Regions from separate parts of the Mus musculus genome. Here region 2 is linked to region 1. The links are chromatin contacts, called in public Hi-C maps. All regions are on one chromosome and are shown on one strand. The core of a region is the stretch at or near the end of the contact, and the rest is flanking DNA. Distances in the headings are between cores, read along the strand shown. Region 1 holds the start of Casp8ap2 (caspase 8 associated protein 2). Region 2 overlaps Mdn1 (midasin AAA ATPase 1).

Region 1 (5,871 bases), core at 1,783-4,282:
TCATGATACCATCCATAATACCATTTCCGGGGAGTAGGGGGCAGCAGCTCTCTCTTCTGGCCTCCACAGCACTTGGTATATAGTGGACTGAAATGCATGCAAGCAAAATACTCATGTATATAAAATAAAAACAAATAAATTGAAAACAAAAAAATACCCAAAATAGATTTTTCAATGTATGTGTGGTGAACACAATGTATGCATATTCATGTTTGCATACACACGGACACATATGCATGCAGGTACATATATATATATATGTGCATGTAGAGGCCAGAGATTGACATTAGTTATCTTCTTTGATGGCTCTCTACCTTATATATTGAAGCAGAGTCTCTCACTTGAATTCAGAGCTCTAGCTAGCCACCTTGCTCCAGGGATATCCCCTGTCTCTTCCTCTTGAACACTGAAATTACAGATGGACCTGGATACCCAGCAGTTACATGGGCTCTGGAGATCTGAATTTCACACTTATGTGGAAAGCACTTTTACTTGCAAAGCCATCACCCCAGTCATATGATACATTTTTTTTTTTTTTTTTGGTTTTTCGAGACAGGGTTTCTCTGTATAGCCCTGGCTGTCCTGGAACTCACTCTGTAGACCAGGCTGGCCTCGAACTCAGAAGTCCGCCTGCCTCTGCCTCCCAAGTGCTGGGATTAAAGGTGTGCGCCACCATGCCCGGCATATGATACATTATTCAATGAATAGTCAAATGTATACTTTCATCTAAGGACTGTGGATACATTTTTATTTGGAGGAGTCCTGAGATAGGTGTCGCTCCGTGGTAGATCACGTGCTTCGCATACGCCATGAACTCATTCTCTACCACTATGAGGTGAAAATACTGTGAGGTGATATTTAAGAACATGGGAAAGTTAAGCTGGTGCCCAACTAGAACCTTCACCACTGCTGACTAGTACGGTGCTGGAAAGGTATTCTGGATGTTCCTGGAGGTGAAGGGTGATCATCAATATTACCCAGCCATAGACCCTGCCATTTACAACAGGAATGCCTGCAAGACATATTTGTATGTTCCTTCATTTACTGACCGGGCCAGGGTAGAAACGGCTGTTAGAAATCAAACTAGGCTAGTGGGAGAAACTGTGGCAATTTTGAGAGTAATTAGACATTTTACGCCTTTATCAGAAACAGAATTTAATGGCAATTACCAGACTCAATACAGTTGCTGTTGCCAGGGTACAATGATGTCTGCAAACTATAAAGGGTATACAAAATTAATGCTAAGACCAATTTTTCTGTCAAGCTTCCTTCCATGTTTCTTTGGCTTCTGAGCGACCATACATAGAAACACAAAGAGTACTGAGTACTTCACTGCCTGAAGCATTTGGTCTCTCAGGAATGGGAAGGCGCATCGTGCTTCAGGAGCCATGGACTCTAAACTGAGAAACCTATGCTGCATGACTCTCAAGGCATCTATGCCAGGTCAACGCCATGGGTCCCTGCACATATTGGTGCAATAGTGACGTGCATGCTATAGGAATAACAAACCATTTTCTGTGTGGATTTAAGGTCTGCTCAGTGAGACCATATCTGACACTGCTCAAATGGCCAAGAACCTGAGACTAGATAGTTCATAAGCCTAGAGGTAAAACTACTACTATGATTCTGCAAAGGCCAATAAAATACTCATCACGACATAGCGCTATACCCCTAAATCACTGCATTATTCAAGACTCATCAGAGAAACTTCTTACAGTAGGAAGCAACTAACAATGGGCAGAGAGTGAATCTTTGGAGCACTTAGCCCTAAATGGGACGCCTTCATCAAACCCTTTGCCTCAAGGATCAGGGACCCATTACCCAAAAGGAGGCAGAGAGACTCTCAACAGCCAGAGGTGGCGGATGACTCCAAGAACTGTGTCATCCAAGGAACAGACACAACAGGACTAATAAATATATGAATGCAGAGGCCGATAACCCTCATAAGACCCGTTGGGGTTCAAGCCTGAGGAGGTATTTGCAGTTGAATTCAACCTGCAGAGAAAGGAGACAGCAGTTTTCTTTAGTAGAGTGGCACTGGTCTATCAGCCAGACTTTGGGGAAGGGACAATACCCAGGAGTAGTTGACCAATATAAATTGAATTCCATGTTTTTGTGTCTGAGCTTTTTGTTTCGTTTTGTATTGTCTTGGCTTTGTTTGTTTTTTCTTACTGGTTTCTTTTTTGTTTCTTTTTCCTTTTTTCTTTCTTTTTTTGAGAAAGAGAACATGAAGTTCGGTGGGTAAGGAGGTGGGATCAGAGATGCGTTCGGGTAGGGGAAAAACGATAAAAATAATTTATTGTATATATATATGTATATATATATATATATATATATATTTTTTTTTTTTTTGGTTTGGTTTTTCGTGACAGGGTTTCTCTGTGTAGCACTGGCTGTCCTGGAACTCACTCTGTAGACCAGGCTGGCCTCGAACTCTGAAATCCACCTGCCTCTGCCTCCCAAGTGCTGGGATTAAAGGCGTGCGCCACCACGCCCGGCTTTACATAAAAAAGTTTAATACGGAAAAACAAAAACAAAAACCTTCTTCTATCCCGCTGAATTAGTAATTCTACGCTACGTTCACCATCCAGGATGGCATCTTAAAGGTCAGATCTTAGCGCTGTCTAGCGCGCAGCTGACACAATTTATACACTAAAGACCTCAAGCCTTCTCCACTTGCTCTCAGCCAAAACAGCTAGGAGCCTCCACCTTTACTTTCCCTTTCATTAGCGTCTCCCAGACCCGCCCCACTTCCGCTCTGGTGACGTCTTTTCCGCGGAGAAACCCCGCCCCGTTGTCACTGAGGTCACGGCCCGCCCACTTCCCTTCGGAGCCACAGAAGAGTAAGTACCAGAGTTTGGCGCCAACTGGAATCTTTTTTTCCGCCTTCAATGGCGGGAACTGGCTGTGTGCGCCGAGACGTGCTTTGCGTCTTATCTAATTGGTTGTCGGCGCTCGGTCCCGCCCTGGCGTCCTTACCGTGAGCTGCGATTGGTGGAGACGGCGGAGCGCCTGGCGTCCGGACAGCGGCCGCTGTGCGGGGCTGGCCGGCCGGGTAAGTTCCTGAGGGCCTGTCGCGGGGCTGCTGGGGAGAGGCAGCGGGGTGCCGCCTGGGATGGCTTACGCTCTGGGCGAAGGGTTGTGCCTGGCTGGGCCTCGAGGAGCCAGCTGCCGTCCTCGGGGAGCGCCCCTCGGAGCGTCTCGGGGGGCGCTGGGGCGAGCACCCGGAACATCGCCGGGTCTACAGCGCGCCCCTCCCCTCCCCCACCCGTGTCTCCCAAGTCCCTACTGCCGAGCTCTCGGTGAGTGTGGAGAAGGGGCTGTCCCGAGGGTCGGGCGATCAGTGACAGGGGCAGTTTCCCAAGCTGAAAGCTTGAGAGAAGAAGTTGTTTATGTGCTCTCCGCAGCGCCTCGAACCATCCCTGACATGGGAATGTAGAATTCTCAGGAAGCATTAGTGCTTCAAGGATCCTCTTGGCGGTCTTTTCTCGCCACACCAACACCAAACTTCTCGCTGAAGGCCTTTCTCCTATGAGCTTCAACCCCGCCTTGGAAGGGACTAGGCCACTAGGCAAGACTTCTTGGCTCTGTTACCATACCCCAAATTATTTTTTTTCCATAGTATTTCCTGCCATCTTACGGGATATGTCCAGAGATTTATGTTTTAAGGGGTGTTTTTGATTTTTGACATCTGACTGGAATTTATCCCAGCTCTCCACTTTCTAGCTGTTGGCTGCAGCAGATTTTCTAATTGGCTCTGTTAGGTTCCTCATCTATTTAGACGGGATAAGGAATAATATAGACTTGATAGGAGCTTCAGGATAATTTAAAGGAGTACTTAGCGCACTTATATCAATACTTGACTTGTGTAATGTATGCTGCTTTTCATGCCTGTCTCATCCTCAGAACCTAGAGTGAGATTTGCCTCTTAGCTTTTGCCTGGTTGTTTTCCTTCTACAAATGTATGCTTTTGTGTATTGAAAAATTTGAACTTCATACTGCTTTCAGAAAAGATTAGATGACCCCTTTCTCTATGCATTTGCTTATGAATCTGTTGAAGCTGTTTATCCTTCCAGATAATGGTTATCAACCTGTAAAATTTTTAAAGAACATTTTGGTGCTAGGGACTGGCCTTTTCAAAGCTGTGAGGACTGCACACTACTGAGCAACCTTCCTAGCCCAGCAGCTGTTATTAATCAATCATTAGCTTCTTGGTTTTTAAAACTTGGCCTCTGCATGTTTCAAAGGTGTACCACTCCTCTCAGTAGTAACTCAGATGGGAGATGAGAAGAAGTATAGAAAGATCTCTCTCACTCCTCTACCTTTCATATTCTCTCTCTCTCTTTCTTCTCCTATCTTCCCACCCTGGGAGACTCACTGACTTGTAATTTTTTTTTTAATATACCTGTCACCATGATGCTAATGAGCCCCAAATCATCTTAACTCTCCTTTTCTTTTAAGAAAAATCTGTTAGGGATCCAACTCTATTTCTAACCCAGACCGACATTTTCACCTGATTGTTGTACAAGTGATTCACCGGGTCTTCTTTATTTCTCCATTACCATTAAAAGAATGCCTTCCACCTTATCAGAGGTAGAAATTTCGGAATCATCTTTAACTAATTTGGCATTTCATTAGCTTAACAAATTATTTTATTACTTACTAACTACTAACCGCTATGCCAGACAGTGCTAAGAGCTGATGATGGTGGGGAACAAAACAGATGACCCTTGTCCAACCTGGGCCTGTACTGTCAGCAAGGTGGACGTGTTTTCTCAAATCCCACGGGAATGTAGAGTTGAATTTAAATGTAACTTTAATCACCTGATGTAATTGTCATTTCCGAAGCTTACTGCCTGAGTCCTGAAAGCTTCTAGCTGCTGTACAATCTAATCTAGTCCTGGAGTGTTTTCAGCCTCTGAGACTTATTGCTGAGTAAGCTCATCTTTTCTCATTCTTTCTGACCTGTCTGGCTTGTTCTGTCTTCCTGTGTCTAGCTTGTTCTTTCTCTCGCTCTCTCTCTCTCTCTCTCTCTCTCTCTCTCTGCAACCTGTCTCTGTACACCTGTCCCAGTAAAGCTGCTTTCTCTCCTTTTTTACTTTTTTTCTCTCTGCACTGCTCTTTTAGTAGCTTCCCTTTCCTCTCTACTCTTGTGAGAGTTGAGCATACTCTGTTCTGTCAAATCTTTCTCTGATTCAGCACTTTGCCACTCAATTGGACACCGCTTTCAAACATGGGTGCTTCCTTTTACAAACTCTACCTTCATTTTTGGAATTACAGGAGTGTACTGAGGGCCTGTCTGTATTCCAGCCAGAAGAATTAAGGTGTGTGCTAAGGGCCAAGACACACAACTAGAAACAGAGCTTTTCAGTAAATACCAAGAGCCGGCGTGGTGGCGCACGCCTTTAATCCCAACACTTGGGAGGCAGAGGCAGGCGGATTTCTGAGTTCGAGGTCAGCCTGGTCTACAAAGTGAGTTCCAGGATAGCCAGGGCTATACAGAGAAACCCTCTCTCGAAAAACCAAAAAAAAAAAAAAAAAAAAAAAAGGTAAATAACAAGATCCTGGGTTTGCAGTGTGATAAATATTCTGCAACAGTTGAACTGTGGAAAGAAGTCCTCTAGGGAAAGGACACAGTGGTATAAAGATATAGAACAATGTGAGGTGAAGTGGCGCACACCCTTGGTCCCAGAACTGAGGAGGCAGAGGCAAGTGAACTCTAGGTTTGCACACTGCCTTGTGTACAGATTGACCTCCTGCATGGCCAGGGCTACATGGAGAGCCCTGTCTCAATGCTCTCACCCATATGCTCCCTAAAACCCAAAGAAGAACATATCAGAGGTCCTTACCTAGTGGGACGACATTGTGCCT
Region 2 (5,871 bases), core at 1,316-3,815, 150 kb after region 1:
GGAGACAGAGAATGAGAGGCCAGAAAGAAGCAGAGATTCAACTATTCATACGCTTCGTCAATTCCTTGTGGATTCAGTTTTCCAAGTATTGAACTCATAGCTTGCTATGTTAACCTTTAGTTTTTAAGTTACTTTAGAACTTTTATGAAATTGCTCAATTTCAATATCAAGTCTGACCAAAATTTTTAAGAGTACTTTTAGTGTAACCGATAGTCTTTTTTTTCCGAGACAGGGTTTCTCTGTATAGCCCTGGCTGTCCTGGAACTCACTCTATAGACCAGGCTGACCTCGAACTCAGAGGCCTGCCTCTGCCTCTCGGGTGCTGGGATTAAAGGCGTGTGCCACCACACCCGGCTGTAACCAGTAGTCTTTTAGCAAATGGTATATCCTTTGTTAACTACAGATTGTGCCCAGACCTACCCATTACGATGGCACTAGTTCTTGGCATTGGCTCTTAGGCATTGGCATTCCAACCTAGGCTATCACTTATGTACAATTGACAACTTATGACAGTTATGTAATAATAATTTTTTACTTTTGGGGGGTTGGGTGAAGGGTGGTCAGTGAGGTTTGTTGTGTGAGTGTACCTGTGGAAGCCAGAGCACAAGTTCAGGCTTCATTGCAGGTGGTGGTGGTGGTGGTGGTGGTGGTGGTGGTGGTGGTGGTGGTGGTGGTGTCATCGTTTGTTTGTTTTAGTGGGGTTTTTGGTTTGGTTTTTGGTGTCTGTGCGTGTATGTTTGTGTGTGTGGTATTTTGTTTGTTTGTTTTGTTGAGTTGGGTGTCTGATTGTCCTAGAATTTTCCAATTTTCTAAGAAGGCTTAGGCTGAGCAGCCAGCTCCAGTGATCCTTGTGTCTACCTCAGCCCTGTGTATCAGCATGCCTGGCTTTTGTTGCTTGGGTTCTGAGGCTAGAATTTGTGTCACACTTGTAAGACATACACTTACTTAACCATCTCTCCAGCAACCAGAGGAGCCTTGTAACTAACTGAGCCTTGCTCTGTGGTAATTGGACTTTGTGGAGCTAGGGGCTTATCAGAAAGTGGAAAAGAAACCCCTGAGGCTGTCTGTTGTCCTCTGGTCTCCTATATGTGTATCCATATACACACAAAAAAAGAGATTTGGTTTGTTTTTTAATTAGGCTATATTTTATAAGTGATAAAAGTTCCATTCATCCAGTTGATCCCAAAAACAAGAAATGGAATCATCTGACTGTACCCTTAAATTTGCTTGAGCTGTGAGTTGAGGCGTACAACTGCAACAAGGTTGCAGCCACAGACAGCAGCCAGTGATAGGTCATTGATTCCAACCTGGGCCACCACTTACATAGCTTTTCCTTCTTAGCCCATTTTAAAAGATATCAGTGAGCTGAGACAAGAGATGGAAAGGCAGCTGGAGACATGGCAGGCGCACGACTATGGGAATGCAGAAGAAGTAAGTCAAAGTTGTTGGGGTTTGTTTTTCTTTTCCACAAAATAACTTGCCTGTTTTTGTAAGTCAGTAGGTTCTTAGCCACAGTTCCCTTTGTAAAAGGCTGATGGAGACTATACTGAGAACTTTCCCTAAGCGGGATATGCACTGATTCTGCCACCACATCTAGAGTCTCACTAAAACAGACAGACATACTTGGTTCCTTTAACTTGTATAGCTGGCTTTGTAAGGAAGCCAGGCAAAAGTTCATGCTCTGTAGTCTTGAATGGTCTTCAGGTCCTTGCTGGCTATGTGGAGTGTATTTTAATGATTTAACCTCTAAATATACGGTGTATATGCATGCCTATATTCTGTGTTTATTACCGTTCTCCCTACCACGCATGTGTTCGTGCTCAGCTGTAGTCAGTATGAAGCCTTTGTGTGTGTGGATCCCTGCTGTTGAGGGGGATTTGTGTACACTGTCACTCTCCCTCTTGAAAACTAATGAGCGCGCTCAGGTACTTGAGCTTTGCCCAGAGTTCACATTCCCATGCCGCTGTGCAAAGTATCAGGTCCAGTTCTTAAACTGGCAGGAGCAAACTGTTGAGTGAATTCCCATTGTTAACTGCCCCTTGCAACTGTATATTATGGAATTGGGGGGGGGGGGCAGTGGATTTTATTTAGTTGGATTGCTGCTTGCTGAGAAAAGCTTTTAAAGTGTTTTGCTGAGAAGGCTTGTACAAGTTCTTTTCTGCTTCAGCATTCTAATAGTAATTTCTATTTTGCTGTCCTAGGAGAAGGCTGCAGCTGAGATGTGGCAGAATTACCTAGTCTTAACTGCATCTCTTTCACAACAGCTGTGTGAGCAGCTTCGTCTCCTACTAGAACCTACACAGGCAGCCAAACTAAGGTAAGTCTTCCCTGCTTGAGGCTTCTGGGTTGCTGTTTCTGCTCTCTGGGCACTATTGTGTCTGCTACGGTCCCCCATTAGCTGTAAGTAGGAACTCTGTGTGTGTGTGTGTGTGTGTGTGTGTGTGTGTGTGTGTGCGCGCGCGCGCGTGTGTGTGAGATGAGGAAGTACTACATGAAGGTGGCTTACATTCTGCTGTGTGGGAACAGCCACAGATGTGGTACTGTTTCCTGTGCTTATGGCGTGTTACTCAACTAGGGTCAGAACCACAACGATTTGGTCAGAGTCGTGGTTGAGAACAGAAAAGGGAAAGCATATGAGGCTTTGTGTATTTAATACAGAAAAAATTACTCTGTAATTCTGTAGATGTGTTTTAGCTATTCTGGAAAAGCTTAGTTATTACAGTCAGATCTGAGGTGCTCTGGCTGACAGAAGGTGCTAATTACAGTCTGCATTGGATGTCATCATTTTGCCAGGAATAGTTTCCTGACCCTGGCTTTTAATTAATTATTAAGTTTTTAATAATGTGATTTTGTCTTAAAATTCTGAGGCATGAGCCTGTGTTCATCTTTGCTCCCATTGGTTCCTGTAACAGAGGAGACTATCGAACAGGGAAACGACTGAACATGCGGAAGATCATTCCATACATTGCCAGTCAGTTTCGAAAAGACAGGATTTGGCTTCGTAGGACCAAGCCCAGTAAACGGCAGTATCAGATTTGTCTGGCTATCGATGACTCCTCAAGCATGGTAGACAACCACACCAAGCAGGTAAGGGGAGAAGCAGCAGGCTCGGGTCCTCGGGCTGGCTCAGTAGAGCTGGCAGGAAGGATTGATGGCTCCATCCAGAAAGGGGGTTTAACATTGCATGTCATGGCATTCCTGAAACTGGTTTCTAGGGGGTGCTGGGTTTTTTTTTTTTTTTACAGTGATTTTTATTTGGCATAAGCCAGCAGCTGACCTCTCCTGGAAGAGGCTAGAATGCGCCCTGAGTCCAGTTCACATTCCATCTCCCCATAACTTTGGACAGCTTATTTATTGTCAGTTTCACTTTTTTTTTTTTTTTTTTTTTTTTTGTTTTTTCGAGACAGGGTTTCTCTGTATAGCCCTGGCTGTCTTGAAACTCATTTTGTAGACCAGGCTGGCCTCAAACTCAGAAATCCACCTGCCTCTGCCTCCCAAGTGCTGGGATTAAAGGTGTACGCCACCACACCCGGCTTTCACTTTCTTTTAAAAAAAAAAAAAAAGAGGATTATAACAGTACTTACCTCAGTGATGAAGACTAAATTAAATATAAATTAAATATAAAATACCTAGGTTAATGCTTTTTTTAAACCAATTTGTTCTAAAACTGCTGTCATTTATGCAAATGGTAGTAAAAATTTTCTTATAATTTTCTCACAGTTCAGCATGCCCCTCATATGTGGGCACTATGTTGGGTTGATTTACTGATATAGATGATAAAAGAATTGTTTAAATCAATTCTGACCCAGAAATTGGAAAGTATTAAAAAATGAAGAGGAATTTGTTTTTAAAACCAAGTTTGTGGTTTTGTTTTTTGGTTTGGGGGGTTGGTTGTTTGTTTTTCATTGCATTCATTCCCTTGTCTTTTCTACAGACAGCCTAATAATACTGATAGACTTGTTTAAAGACAGAGGTTTGATCTGAGGAATGAAAAAATCTAAGAAAATTATCTCATTTACAAAGGCTAATTAGAGATCTTGTCCAGTTTTTCATTTGTCATGTCTTTAATGTTCTGTCTCTGTGTAAAACTTTAGAATTGACTACTTTGACTTTTAAATCTCTTGAGGTTCTTTGTGAAGTTGACTGGAGATCAGAAATTGGAATAGTTCTGGTAATAAAATTTGTAACTCAAGTTTTCTAGTCTGACTCTACCACATGAGAGTTAGCTCACGCTCTTTTAATTTTAGTTACATATTAAAGATTTTATGTGGGCTCTGCGGTGGAAAGAAAGGAAAATTGGCTTTTCTGGAACAGATTTCTCAGTACCACTATTGTTACATACATAGTATGTGGAGAAAACCATTCCTGTATTGCTCTCGGGTTCAAGCAGCTAAACACAGGAGAGGGTCCAAGAAGACTCCAGCCTGCGTCGGTTGTATGACATACAAATATAATGTTTTCTGGGAAGTTGTGAAGCAAACTGATTTAGGGGAGTTTTGAGTCCTTAAACTCTTCTTTGGTTTTTATAGCTTGCATTTGAGTCTTTGGCCGTGATTGGTAACGCTCTAACCCTCCTAGAAGTGGGTCAGATTGCAGTGTGCAGGTAAGGTTGCCTTTTACAAGGTTTTTTATTTTGTTTTGTTGTTTGTTTTTGTTGTGTTTTTTACTTCATGTGTATGGATGTTTTGCCTTTGTGTGTCTGTGTACCACATGCGTGCAATACCCTTGGAAGCCAAAGGAGGCATTAGATCCCTAGAAATGGAACTGTAGGTAATGTGAGCCACCAGTGAGTGGTAGGGTCCAAGCCTAGGTTCTCTGAATGAGAGGCTCGTAGCTGCTGAAGCCTCCTCTCCACGCCCACATACCACCTTTGGTTTTTGTTTGATTGTTTCTTCAGGCAGGGTTCCTCTGTGTGACCTTGGCTGTCCCGGAACTTGCTTTGGAGACCAGACTGATCTCTAACTCAGAGATCTGCCTGCCTCTGCCTCCTGAGTCCTGGGGTTAAAGACATGGGTCACCACACCCACCCTAGCTCTAACGTTGCCTTCTAATCACAGTAGGGAAATCCTGTTCCCAACCTTGAACTGTTTTGATCACATGACTGAAGAAATGGTGTTGTCTCCTTTTTCTTTCCAAGCTTTGGAGAGTCAGTAAAGCTGTTGCACCCATTCCACGAGCAGTTTAATGATTCTTCAGGGACTCATATTCTGCGGCTCTGCACGTTCCAGCAAAGGAAGACTAAGATTGCTCAGGTATCCTGATGAAGTCAGGATTTGTTTTGCACTGATTCTAAAGCTGATAGTAAGAGACATTAATCTTTAGAACCTCCTGGGTGCATTCTAGAATTAGGACAGGCAGCATAACAAGACACAGTAGTTACTTCAGCCTAAATGTTACTAGGACAGTTTCCTTGGCATCCCTGTGACTCCTTTTTCTCAGTTCCTCAAAGATCATTGACTTTAGCACAGTTGAGCAGCTTGAAACATTTGGGGGGAAAAAAGTTAATTGCCTGGTATCCTAATGGTCAGGTAGGTGGGCCCAGTTGCTCATTAAGCCTAGAGACAAAGCTTTGAGTAGTAAAGCTAGAGATTTCGGAACAAGATGGAATGACAGCCTTTCTGTTCTTAGTTCTTGCTGTCTTAATCAAAAGAATTATTAACTTGAAAGAAGGAAACTGTTTTGTTGATGGCTGTCCATATAATTGTCTTGTCTTCCTTGAGAGTGTTCTGTAGAACACTGATAGAGCCACTAGCCAGTGACACTCCTGTCTGTCCTTAAGCGTGTCAGTGTGAGTGGAAAATGCTGCACAGGAGGTCGGCAGCCATGGGAATCTCTTGTCATTATGAAAGGGGAGCTTGGGCTGGTGAGATG

The links. Hi-C and Micro-C count contacts between places; a contact is called where the count stands out from the background.
Region 2: a contact with region 1 is called in a Hi-C map of neutrophils, with 2.0 times the contacts expected there. The contact joins the enhancer-like site here to the promoter of Casp8ap2 in region 1. A contact is called at or near these places in 2 of 39 promoter capture datasets (stem cell-derived epiblast-like cells and trophoblast stem cells), 2 of 484 Hi-C or Micro-C datasets (embryonic stem cells and neutrophils), 6 of 115 datasets of contacts at active chromatin or transcription factors (bone marrow-derived macrophages, embryonic stem cells and extraembryonic endoderm stem cells) and 3 of 9 other capture datasets (adipose tissue, liver and pancreatic islet).

The regions. Positions count from the first base shown.
Region 1 is chr4:32,612,438-32,618,308 of GRCm38.p6, forward strand. It overlaps Casp8ap2 (caspase 8 associated protein 2), which reads left to right and starts at 3,033. Exons shown (of 11, transcript NM_001122978.2): 1 at 3,033-3,055.
Region 2 is chr4:32,765,741-32,771,611 of GRCm38.p6, forward strand. Mdn1 (midasin AAA ATPase 1) reads left to right here. Exons shown (of 102, transcript NM_001081392.1): 94 at 1-85; 95 at 1,342-1,431; 96 at 2,202-2,317; 97 at 2,913-3,087; 98 at 4,530-4,603; 99 at 5,138-5,252. Among named protein-coding and RNA genes, the nearest start is that of Lyrm2, 32 kb to the right of the region's middle. Within about 2 kb of position 2,566, at least 70 of the 459 cell types and tissues checked have an H3K27ac peak or open chromatin away from gene starts, as enhancers often do. A contact at or near this core is called in neutrophils, where this site is marked.